Linked DNA regions of Sus scrofa: all the other regions are linked to region 3. Evidence: chromatin contacts called from public HiChIP or PLAC-seq data. All regions are on one chromosome and are shown on one strand. Each heading gives the region's core, a stretch centred on a gene start, on an enhancer-like site or on the middle of the called end of the contact. The rest is flanking DNA. Distances are from core to core; before and after follow the strand shown.

Region 1 (3,267 bases), core at 695-3,194, 510 kb after region 3:
CTGCAAGATGAATCTTCAAAAAGGGAATGCCCCAGTGCGTTACCCGAAACCTTCAATAGTTCTCCAATAAAGATGATTTGGCATTTGATGACTAATTCAAGATGCACTGCCTGTATCAGCACTGTTATCCCTTAAGATTGAGTTGGTGACAAATCAACTTGTAGACCCCAAATAGTAGCAGCTTTAAAAAGACAGTTTATTTCCCTCTTTTTTTTTTTTTTTTTTTTTTTTTTATCTTTTTAGGCCCACACCTATGGCATGTGAAAGTCCCCAGTCTAGGGGTCGAATCGGAGCTGTAGCTGCCAGCCTACACCACAGCCACAGCAACACGGGATCTGAGCTGCATCTGCAACCTACATCACAGCTCATGGCAATACCAGATCCTTAACCCACTGAATGAGGCCAGGGAATCAAACCTGCATCCTCATGGATACTAGTCGGGTTCATTAACCGCTGAGCCACGATGGGAACTCCCAAAAGACAGTTTACTCCCTTCTGAAAACTCCAGAGGTGAGTGGTCCAGGGCCTAAGGAGACCGTGCTACGTGAGGTTTTTAATCCGCTCGGGCACTTCCAGCTCGGCATCCTGACAAGGTCGACAGATGCTCCTCATGCCCCTGATTGAAGGTGGCAGCCATCGCCTCAAGATCCAGGCAGCAGAATGGCAGAAAGAAGAAAAGACAAAGCTGGCTTGTAGGAAGTTCCCAGACACCTCCTCAGGACATTTCCATTTAGTCCTCATTTCCCAGAACCTAGTTACACAGGCACGCCGAGTGGCAAGAGAGCCTGGGTGGCCATGTGGGGATTCTGGAAGAGGGAGACCAGATTCGGAGGAACAACTGTGTTTCTGTAAAAGGCCTCAATGTTCTGTTTCTCATTAGGCCACAACTTAACAACAGCAGATATGTATGTAAATCTGACTACGAGCGAGGCGCTGTGCTAAGTGCTTTACATCTATGAGCCCACTTAATCCTGAAAACAGTCCAATGAGGCAAGTACCATTATCATCCCCATTTGACAGATGGGGAAACTGAGACCCAGAGGGATGAAGACATCCAGAGATTCTCAAAACTGCTTGGGAATTAGCACACCTGCGAAGCTTATTAAAATATGGAATCACATGCTCTGGGATGAGATGGAATTGCTAAGAAAAAACATGGAGATGTGAGAAGCGAACTAAAAGCAGAACCCCAAGAAACAGCAGCTACCTTCCTTGGCCAGATGTAGGGAACGACTGACTGAGGACCTAGTGGGAGAGGGACAGAGGGCCCAAGGCCAGTGCTGTCTGGGGAGTTCAAGAGAAGCAGTCAGTCCAAATCCAAGGCCGTTTCTCCCTCTCCCCCGCGGCCGCCCCACCCGCTTCTACACGGTCACTGCTCGTTGGCTCGCTTGCCCTTGCTGGAGAGGATGAGCCCGTTCCCCAAACCACTGCGATGCCGTCAAGAACAAGAGATGGTGGGAACGTGAGCTGAGAGGCCGCCAGCTCGCGCGAGCCGGGTAGGAAAGCTTTCGGGAGGAGGGGGCAGGCAAGGGCCCCTCCCACTGGTAGAGGGGTGACCACGGGCTGCCTGTGCACGGCGGCCAGGCTCCGCGCGCACGGGACCCCACAGTTCTGGGACCATAGGTGCAGTCGCCCCCACTTCTTCTGGAGAGGCAGCTGCCAAAAACCGAAGTCAGGGTTCCAGGTCACTGGGAACCCAGAGCCCACCCTGAAATGCTGTCCATTCATCGGCCTCCGGGCCTCCCTGGGCGGCTCCTAAGGCCCGTGGTTCTTCGCAGTCACAGCCGCTCCCCCGCATCCTCCGGAGGAGAGCGCACGCCGGCTGGTGCTCCCACAGCTCCGGGAGCCGTGAGGCTTCAAAAGAGGAACCACGGACACTGTCACCACCACAGCGGTCTCGGCTACAGGATCTCTTTTTCCGGTACAGCATCGGATGGACCGGTCCGGCTCACGCCTGAGAGGAGAGAGGAGGGCCTTGCAAAGCCTCTGACTCATCCTGCCCCCGCCTCGGCCTCCCCAGCTGCCCCTCACCGCACTTCCTCCTCCTCTGAAGTTAAAGGTCAGCCTCTCAGGCTCAGGCCAAGGTTTTTTTAAACACACACACACACACAGCTGAAAGAAAGAAAGAAAAAAAAAAAAAAAAAACTGGCTTCTGAGAGAATATATTTTTTAACATGAAAAGAAATAAGGAAAAGAGCTTTCAAAAATAAATTTAAAAATAAATAATCCTTCCCCCCAAACTACTTAATAATTCCAGAATAATACAATTTTCCAATTGTAAATGTGTAAAGAATGAAATAAAAGGAATGAATGCCCCATTGTGCTTACACAGGCCTCTTAAAAATGATCCTAATTTCTTCCAGAAGGCTCTGTGGGGTAATTGCAAGGTTCTCCTTAATATAGAAATATTCCAGCGGTAATATATTCGCTTCTCTTCACGTGTCTCAAGCACTAGTGTGAACACAGCAATGTTTTACAGCTGCCATCCTGTACATGCTGCTCAAACATTTGAAATGCCTACTGCTGAGTAAAAGCAGTCGTAGGTCCCTCCCACCCCAAGCTCACCAGGGGCCACCACACAGCAACCTCTACTTGTCCCCAGAAATCCCGGCTCCTGATAAGGGGTGAGCAGCCCACTGAACCCTCGGACGAGGCAAGCGGCCCAGGCTCCTGGGAAGGGGTGTTGGGAAACTTTGAATCATGACGTCTCTGCCTTGGGGACAACTGTGCCTCTCATGCCTCATTTGTCCACACCTGGGATGTTACCCAGCCCTTTGATGTACCAGGAGGCCCGTGACACACTGCACAGAGGGTATTACAGGAACGCTCCTACTGTGCTGATAAGCGAAGTCTTGGAATTGAACCCCACAAGCCCTGAGGGGCCGCGCCTGGACCGCAGCCGCAGCTCCTGCATCTCGCCACCATCCAAAGTACTTCCACGAGCCCGTCCGGCGCTAAAAGCAGGCACTGACCTCATTGCAACAGGAGTCTGGGGTCCTTCTCTTCCTGCCCAGTGTCCCCACACTGCCCCGAGGTCTTCCTTACAGCGTTTTTATCCATGGCTCCTTTCTCCTTTGAACTTTCCGAAGCCTCTATCTGACCGCATGGTGGCCCGTTTCCACACCTCCCGCTTTGCCCCATGCCCAGGACAACCTGTTTCCGATGAGTTTAACAGTTTTCTCCTGAGAGTTTCCGAAAGCTCTTCAACCAAACCACCAGGGAAGGGATGGGCCTGGCGCCCACCCAGCACCCGGCAGAGGAGCCCCG
Region 2 (3,251 bases), core at 95-2,594, 260 kb after region 3:
CTGGATCAGCAACAGACAAAGGCTCTGATGTGACATTCGTATCGTACAGGATTATAGTTAAAAATGGCCTTCCACTTACCCCTTAAGAGCCCCCAGCGAGCGATGAGGTGGGAACACCGGGACTCTGTGAAGAGCCCCGTGAAGATACCCGTGCAGGGGTACCCCTCCAGGCTACCCCTCCCCGCGGGCTGGCTCTCAGAATCCCTGGTTTTTAGACATAGTGGAACACAATACTTTGTGTCTGGTCAGACCTTGGTTCAAATCCCAGCTTTGACCTTGGCTAGCTATATAACCTTCAGAAAGTAACTTCCATTTCTCCAAGCCTCGGTTGCCTCATCTATAAAATGGGAACAAGAGCCTAACACACAAGGCTCTTCTGATGATTGCATGATAAGGTCCATAAAATTTCTGAGGCAGTGAAAATTCAACAGCTGGTCAGGGGGATAAGGTCCTGCCCTGGACTGAGGTCACTAATAGAATCACATGTGGCTCTTATGCTGAAAAACTAGCCCCTAGCCTTCCAGGGAGCTCCTCCAGACCCAGTTTTGTTCAGCAGGACAGAGCAGTCTGTCTAGTTTTCATGTAACATTTCATGAGGGTTAAGGCTCACAGTCAAAGGATGGTTCCTGAGCTGGCAGGTCAAGTAAGATCCATCAGTCGGTGCTCGGAGAAAGTGCTGGGCTTGCTGATGAAACATCTGCCCAATGTGTATTCTCTCTCCTGAACCTAAGAGGCCATAGTCTGAAGACAACAAAGACGGGGGAGGGTGGGGGAAGGAGATGATAAACGTCTCCCACACAGTGACTGCTAATTTCTATAGCAAGACTGGCGACCTTACTCAAAGTGAAAAGACTTCACGAAGAAGAGGGGGAAAACCCAGGATTAAGCATTATCTATGAGTCAGTTTTGCTTGCATATTATTACATAATGCCCTCTTTAGAGAGGAACAAAACAGAAAAATATTGCCCAAGTTCATAGAGCCAGTCATTGGTAGAGTCCGGATTAAAACTCAGATCTTTCTTACTCCAAAAATCACAAGCTTTCAGTTAAACCATACTATCTTTACCAAAATAACTGACTTGTATTTCATGGTGCTGCTATTTTAAGTAGAAGGGGGAGAAAAGATGGTGGGTGTGGAAGGAAGAAAACCCAGAATGTACCTATAAGAACTGCAAGTAAGTCAAGAAGAAAGAACCTATCCACACACAAGCTGAACAGAAATGAATGACCACACACACAAAAGCACTGGGCACAAAAATACATGATCCATCTCAGGCTATAAGACCTTTGTATCGCCTGGGAGCCAGAGTTAACCAGACGAAATGGCAAAGGCAATGAGGTCAATGGCCTGTGGAGGGCAGCAGAGAGTTGGGGTTTGATGAGCACCTTTGGCTCCCAAACTCGGGGTAGAGGTGGAAGTCAACAAAAAGCCTTGCCTCAGAGAGACTTTATCGATAACTGAGAATCAACTGGGCTCTGTGCAAAGAGGTCACCCTCGGTCAGGGTAGACCTGGAGACGGGTCTTTGCATTTGGGTCCAGACAGGCATTTGCATTAAGGCAGGGTGGCAAGAGGGCTCTAACAAGAGATCAAGCTGCCCAGCAGTGAGTTCAAAGACCATGGATTGTGAATGGAGTTAGAGCTGGGCACACGCTGGGGCTTGAACACACTCAGCTCTGATGGACAGGCGTGGCTTAGTGCCCTGTGTTCCCTCGGGGCAAGAAAATGGAGCTGGGTGGGCACAGTCCTACTAGGTTACTTGACTGACCCTCAGAAAGCATTTGAATTTGAGACACCTGGTTTTAAAGAGATGTTATCCCAAGAGATAACTTTGACAACAGTCATCACTGCAATTTTCAATGTCAAAGACATAAGCAGGATTCAGAGCCTACACCATTTCTTTTCCCCTCCACCACGTAAGGGCAGATTTCTCATACACATCACGGAATGGGCTAAAAGCGGAGACAATCTGACCACCACCGCACCCCCCCACCGCCAAAAAAAAAAAAAGAGTAAAGACAATATCCACATTCTCATTAACATCTTAAATTTAAGGAGAGCCTACATGGATCTGATCCCATAACCAGTCTAGTGAACGCAAGGATGCATGTGGTATGATCACTCCCCGCCGTAGTGTAATTGGGGAAATGGGATCCGTACTACGTAAGTAGGTCTGCAATGCCGCCTTGGCATCTGTTAAATGCCAAGTAAGAGTGTAAACAATAAGGGCTAGAGGTATTCTAAAGTTTATTGTGGGCTGAGATGGTTTAGGTTGACTTCACAAAGAAGTAGAATATTAACTGGGTCTTGGATAAAGGTTAGGCTTCAATAGTTAGAACAATAGAAAGGAGGGTATTCCAAGAAAGGGACACTGCATGAGCTCAAGAGAGGCAGCAGGAAGATGTGGGGCCAAGGTTAGGGACGACGAGATCAGCCTGGCTACAGTCCGGAATTCACGCGGAAAGAGGAGCATGCATGCATCCCGGGACTTTAAGAATAATCCCACTCTCAGGTTTGTAAGACCACACAGGTTACCATGGCCCCTAATCTTTAATTTGGGAAAATGAGATTATCATACATCACCACTCCCTAAACTCTGATACACTCTTGAAGCCAGGAAAGTTAAGACCTGTTGATAATTCTACCTTTGTGTCTCTACCATAGTATTTGGGACTTGGACGGCTCAATGAACCCAGGACCATTTGTTCTCTGTACTTTGAGGGTTGCATTCCCAATGAATATTTACTTATCAAAGACCATATTAGGGCCTAAGGCTGAGTTTTCAGGTGTATATTCCAAAGTTATTTTTTTCCTTTTGGAATGTGCAATATATCACAAGAGCCTAGCTTTCGAAATGAAACATCATTGAGCAAATGCATCCATCTAGCTTAAGTGAGGCATTTCTTTTCTCCTTACCGCGTAAGGGCAGGTCTCATATGCGCTTAGCATCCACTGAAGGGCGAGCAAATCACACAGTGTCTCCAAACAGCTGTGTGTGGCAGACTTGAACTTTTTCTTTTTTCCTTAAGGGACATATGATTACTGGATGGTTTTAGGAGACAATTCTTTATAACTAATAACAGCAGATGTAACTCATTCTTCTTCATTAATTCACCCATCATATGCAATTTTTGTTATAAAAGCTTTGCTAGAGAAGAAATACCTGTTTGTGACTGAATAGAAGAAGGAATGAATGAGTAGATACCAACAGAAGGACTGCTGATGATACTTTCAAAATGTTTCTCCAAGTGT
Region 3 (3,197 bases), core at 627-3,126:
GGAATTTTTCATTCCTGTGTTGTTGAAGATCTTCAGAAATAAAAGTAACCCCAAGCCAGGTGAGATAATTTTTCATCCAAGCCTAGAGAAAAGGGAAACTGAGCTGGCAGTGTACCCAAACAGCATGGAACCTGGGGACTGAAAGTGTAGTAGACAGAGATGCAAGGTGGTTGCCGTGTGGCTCAATTTAGGGCTGGCACAATCTGGTCCATTCCAGCTGGAATGTCTAGCGTCAAGAAGGGGTAATGAGGAGTTCCCGTCGTGGCGCAGTGGTTAACGAATCCGACTAGGAACCATGAGGTTGCGGGTTCGGTCCCTGCCCTTGCTCAGTGGGTTAACGATCCGGCGTTGCCGTGAGCTGTGGTGTAGGTTGCAGACATGGCTCGGATCCTGCGTTGCTGTGGCTCTGGCGTAGGCTGGCAGCTACAGCTCCGATTAGACCCCTAGCCTGGGAAACTCCATATGCCGCGGGAGCGGCCCAAGAAATAGCAAAAAGACAGAAAAAAAAAAAGAAGGGGTAATGAGAAGGCTGTGCCTGGACAAGTTGACATTACCTTCATGGTGGACTGGGAGCTTACTTATATTCATGGAACTCTTAGCAGATACCTGTAAGCACCAGTCTGCTTAGGTCAGAGTACAGCGCACCTGACCTCACCTGCAAAGACTGGCTCAGATGCAGCACTGTCCTCCCAAATAAACTCCCCAGGAGGGTAAAAAGAGAGAAACTTTGGAGCTGGTTCCTACCCTGAGCTGGCTGTTGAAGGAGGAGTGTTGCTTTGGAGCCAAGATAGAGGAACTGCCATGGGTTGGGTAGGAACTGGAGTGAAGGCCCAGTTTCAGGCCCTCAGCTTTGGTCCTGGCCAACTGCAATATGCTTCAGCTTCATGGCCGCTGCACGGCCAACCGAGGATGTCTTTGGACTGCTTGGTGGAATCGTGGTTGTGTTCCAGTAGCACTGAAGGTGACCTTGAGGGATGCATCTGAGTCCCTGCTCCTGTGGGAAGTCTGGAAAGCTAGGAACTGCTTTCAGATTCTAGAAGTAACATCTGGGACTTTGGGGCTGTATCATGGTATCTGGTAGGGAGACGGACAGGAGGCAGGGTGTCAGGAAGTAATGGGACTGGATTTCCTGGTGTTAGGAGCATGTGAGAATATAGTATTTTATTATGGGTCTTCACTAGTCAGTGTTACTTTTCCAGATTTAAAGTGGACTTATCTCTATGATCATTTTCTAGTGACTACTAAGGAGTTTTTTTTTTCATATATATCATACACATTTTAAATTGATGAGTGTCTACTTAAATATCTCTGTCAGAATCAAAAAGGATTAAAGAACTTACCCTAATTCAAGTAGAGCTACCAATCCTTTTCAAATGATTTTTGTAATAAATATTTAGGGTACTGAGAAGAGATTTCAACTGGCAGAATCTGCCTCATGCAACATTTTTCTAGCTATTAGCTCATCCTTAATTTGAACTAATCTATCCACTTAGGGATTGAAGTAGAAAGACCACCTCAAGTCAAAGCAGGAAATGGGTAGAGGCTAGAGTACTCAGAGGATGAAGGATTTACCGCTTTGCTCAGCTTTGGGGAATGAGGGAAATGGTACATCAAACCCGGGGCCACCTCCATACCCTGGGATGTAAATACGATGCACTGTACAGAGGGGGTGATCCCTATGAGGTGCGGTCAGGAGGGAGCCCAGCAGGGCCTCCTTTCTGCGTACACCCCAGGCTCCAGGAAACCCTGTGACAGCAGGAAGCAGAGGAGCATCGAAAGCCCAGAGCCTGGAGGAGAGACCCCTCACGGTGGGGGGAGGGCAAGCAGCTGAGCAAAGGAAGTGAGAAGAGAGGAGGAAGTCAGTTCCCCCAAACAACTGGGCTCAGAAGCTGTGCTAAAGGGAGAAGTTGTCCCCTCCAAGATTCCAGGAAGCGGGTGCAGACCTCTGCAGTGGCAGGAATAGGCAGAGGAAGAAATGTGGAGGCAGATAAAGGGGGCAGCCGGAACCCTGGCTCTGCCTGTTCTGATTCATTCGACTCGGAGTGAAGGATAGTGGAAGCCTGAAAAGGGGCGTGTGGCCCTGGCCGCAGTGGGTGGAGTAGAGGCCAGAGGCGCAGTTGTTAGGACCAGACAATTTAGGAGTCACTTCGCTAGTAAGTGACCACCCCACATGGGGTGAGTGGTGTTGAAACAGGTTTTGCAGAGAGAAAATCATACTCCAGCTTGCACTCGTGAAATTCAGCTTTCCAGCTTGCACTCGTGAAATTCAGCTTTACAGCAGCGGAATTTCAAACATGAAGCTGAGACTCGTGCTTTAAAGCATCCCCAGGAAGAGCCACTCTGTGGTGGCCGCTTGCTTTGGCCCTTCTGATTGAGGTCTGCAGATTCTGGAGATGTTGCTCGATTTTACCCACAGCAGCATGGCTCGTTCTTTGCTGGATTCAAGCAGAACGTTTTCTCGTTGAATAACCAGCTGATGCCTGTCACCCCTTTGAGCGTCTAGCCTACCTGTGAAAAGGAAGACAGATCTCACAGCCTCGCATTCATAATTCACCGACGGGACCTTCTAAAGACACTATTTCATCTGAAAAGCTAAAAGTGACTAAGACACTTAATATTATTAATCACATTATGAGCCCCTAGAGACTGCTTACTGGAAAGTATTTTGGGAAATTTACTGATGGGAAATGGAAGGCACCACAAGTCTGCTGGTTCTCTGCCCATTCTTTTTTTTTTTTTCCCAAAGGTAGGAAATGTCTCTTTTCACTGTGAGATTGGCTCACCACGCTGTGAACTGTAGTGAGTAGACTGGGTCAAAGGTCAGGGGAGTGGAATGAACAAAAGGACATGGTGGTCACTACACAAAGGGCCAGCTCCGGGGGGTCAGGTTTGGTTATAGCAAAGTGCTTTTGCATTGCCTGCCAAGAAGATGGGGTTAATTAGGTAGGAAAGAGTAGGAGGAAACTGATGTTAGTGAAACATTTAACTGGATGCTTTAGCATTTAACTGGATTCAGTATCAGATGGAGTATGTGTGTGTGTTTAATTCTCACAAAAACCCCATGAAATGAGAATCAGTAGCCTCAATTTACAGGTGAGGAAACAAGCTGTAGATTAAGTAAACTTGCCTGGTGGCGCAGAATTATTAAGAGACTTAGGTTTAGAACAGATATCTGACACTGACTTCTATACTTCTGC

Evidence for each region. HiChIP or PLAC-seq counts read pairs in DNA pulled down with a chosen protein or histone mark.
Region 1: an H3K27ac HiChIP or PLAC-seq map of alveolar macrophages shows a contact between it and region 3. The contact joins two enhancer-like sites. A contact is called at or near these places in 1 of 47 Hi-C or Micro-C datasets (fibroblasts) and 1 of 2 datasets of contacts at active chromatin or transcription factors (alveolar macrophages).
Region 2: an H3K27ac HiChIP or PLAC-seq map of alveolar macrophages shows a contact between it and region 3. The contact joins two enhancer-like sites. A contact is called at or near these places in 1 of 47 Hi-C or Micro-C datasets (embryonic fibroblasts) and 1 of 2 datasets of contacts at active chromatin or transcription factors (alveolar macrophages).

What each region holds. Positions count from the first base shown.
Region 1 is chr11:15,185,002-15,188,268 of Sscrofa11.1, forward strand. No RefSeq gene overlaps it. Among named protein-coding and RNA genes, the nearest start is that of FOXO1, 220 kb to the right of the region's middle. Within about 2 kb of position 1,945, at least 41 of the 83 cell types and tissues checked have an H3K27ac peak or open chromatin away from gene starts, as enhancers often do. A contact at or near this core is called in alveolar macrophages, where this site is marked.
Region 2 is chr11:14,935,862-14,939,112 of Sscrofa11.1, forward strand. The region is part of intron 2 of LOC102159588 (a long non-coding RNA gene); the gene reads right to left. Among named protein-coding and RNA genes, the nearest start is that of COG6, 360 kb to the left of the region's middle. Within about 2 kb of position 1,345, at least 11 of the 83 cell types and tissues checked have an H3K27ac peak or open chromatin away from gene starts, as enhancers often do. A contact at or near this core is called in alveolar macrophages, where this site is marked.
Region 3 is chr11:14,678,960-14,682,156 of Sscrofa11.1, forward strand. The region is part of intron 17 of COG6 (conserved oligomeric Golgi complex subunit 6); the gene reads left to right. Among named protein-coding and RNA genes, the nearest start is that of COG6, 100 kb to the left of the region's middle. Within about 2 kb of position 1,877, at least 12 of the 83 cell types and tissues checked have an H3K27ac peak or open chromatin away from gene starts, as enhancers often do. A contact at or near this core is called in alveolar macrophages, where this site is marked.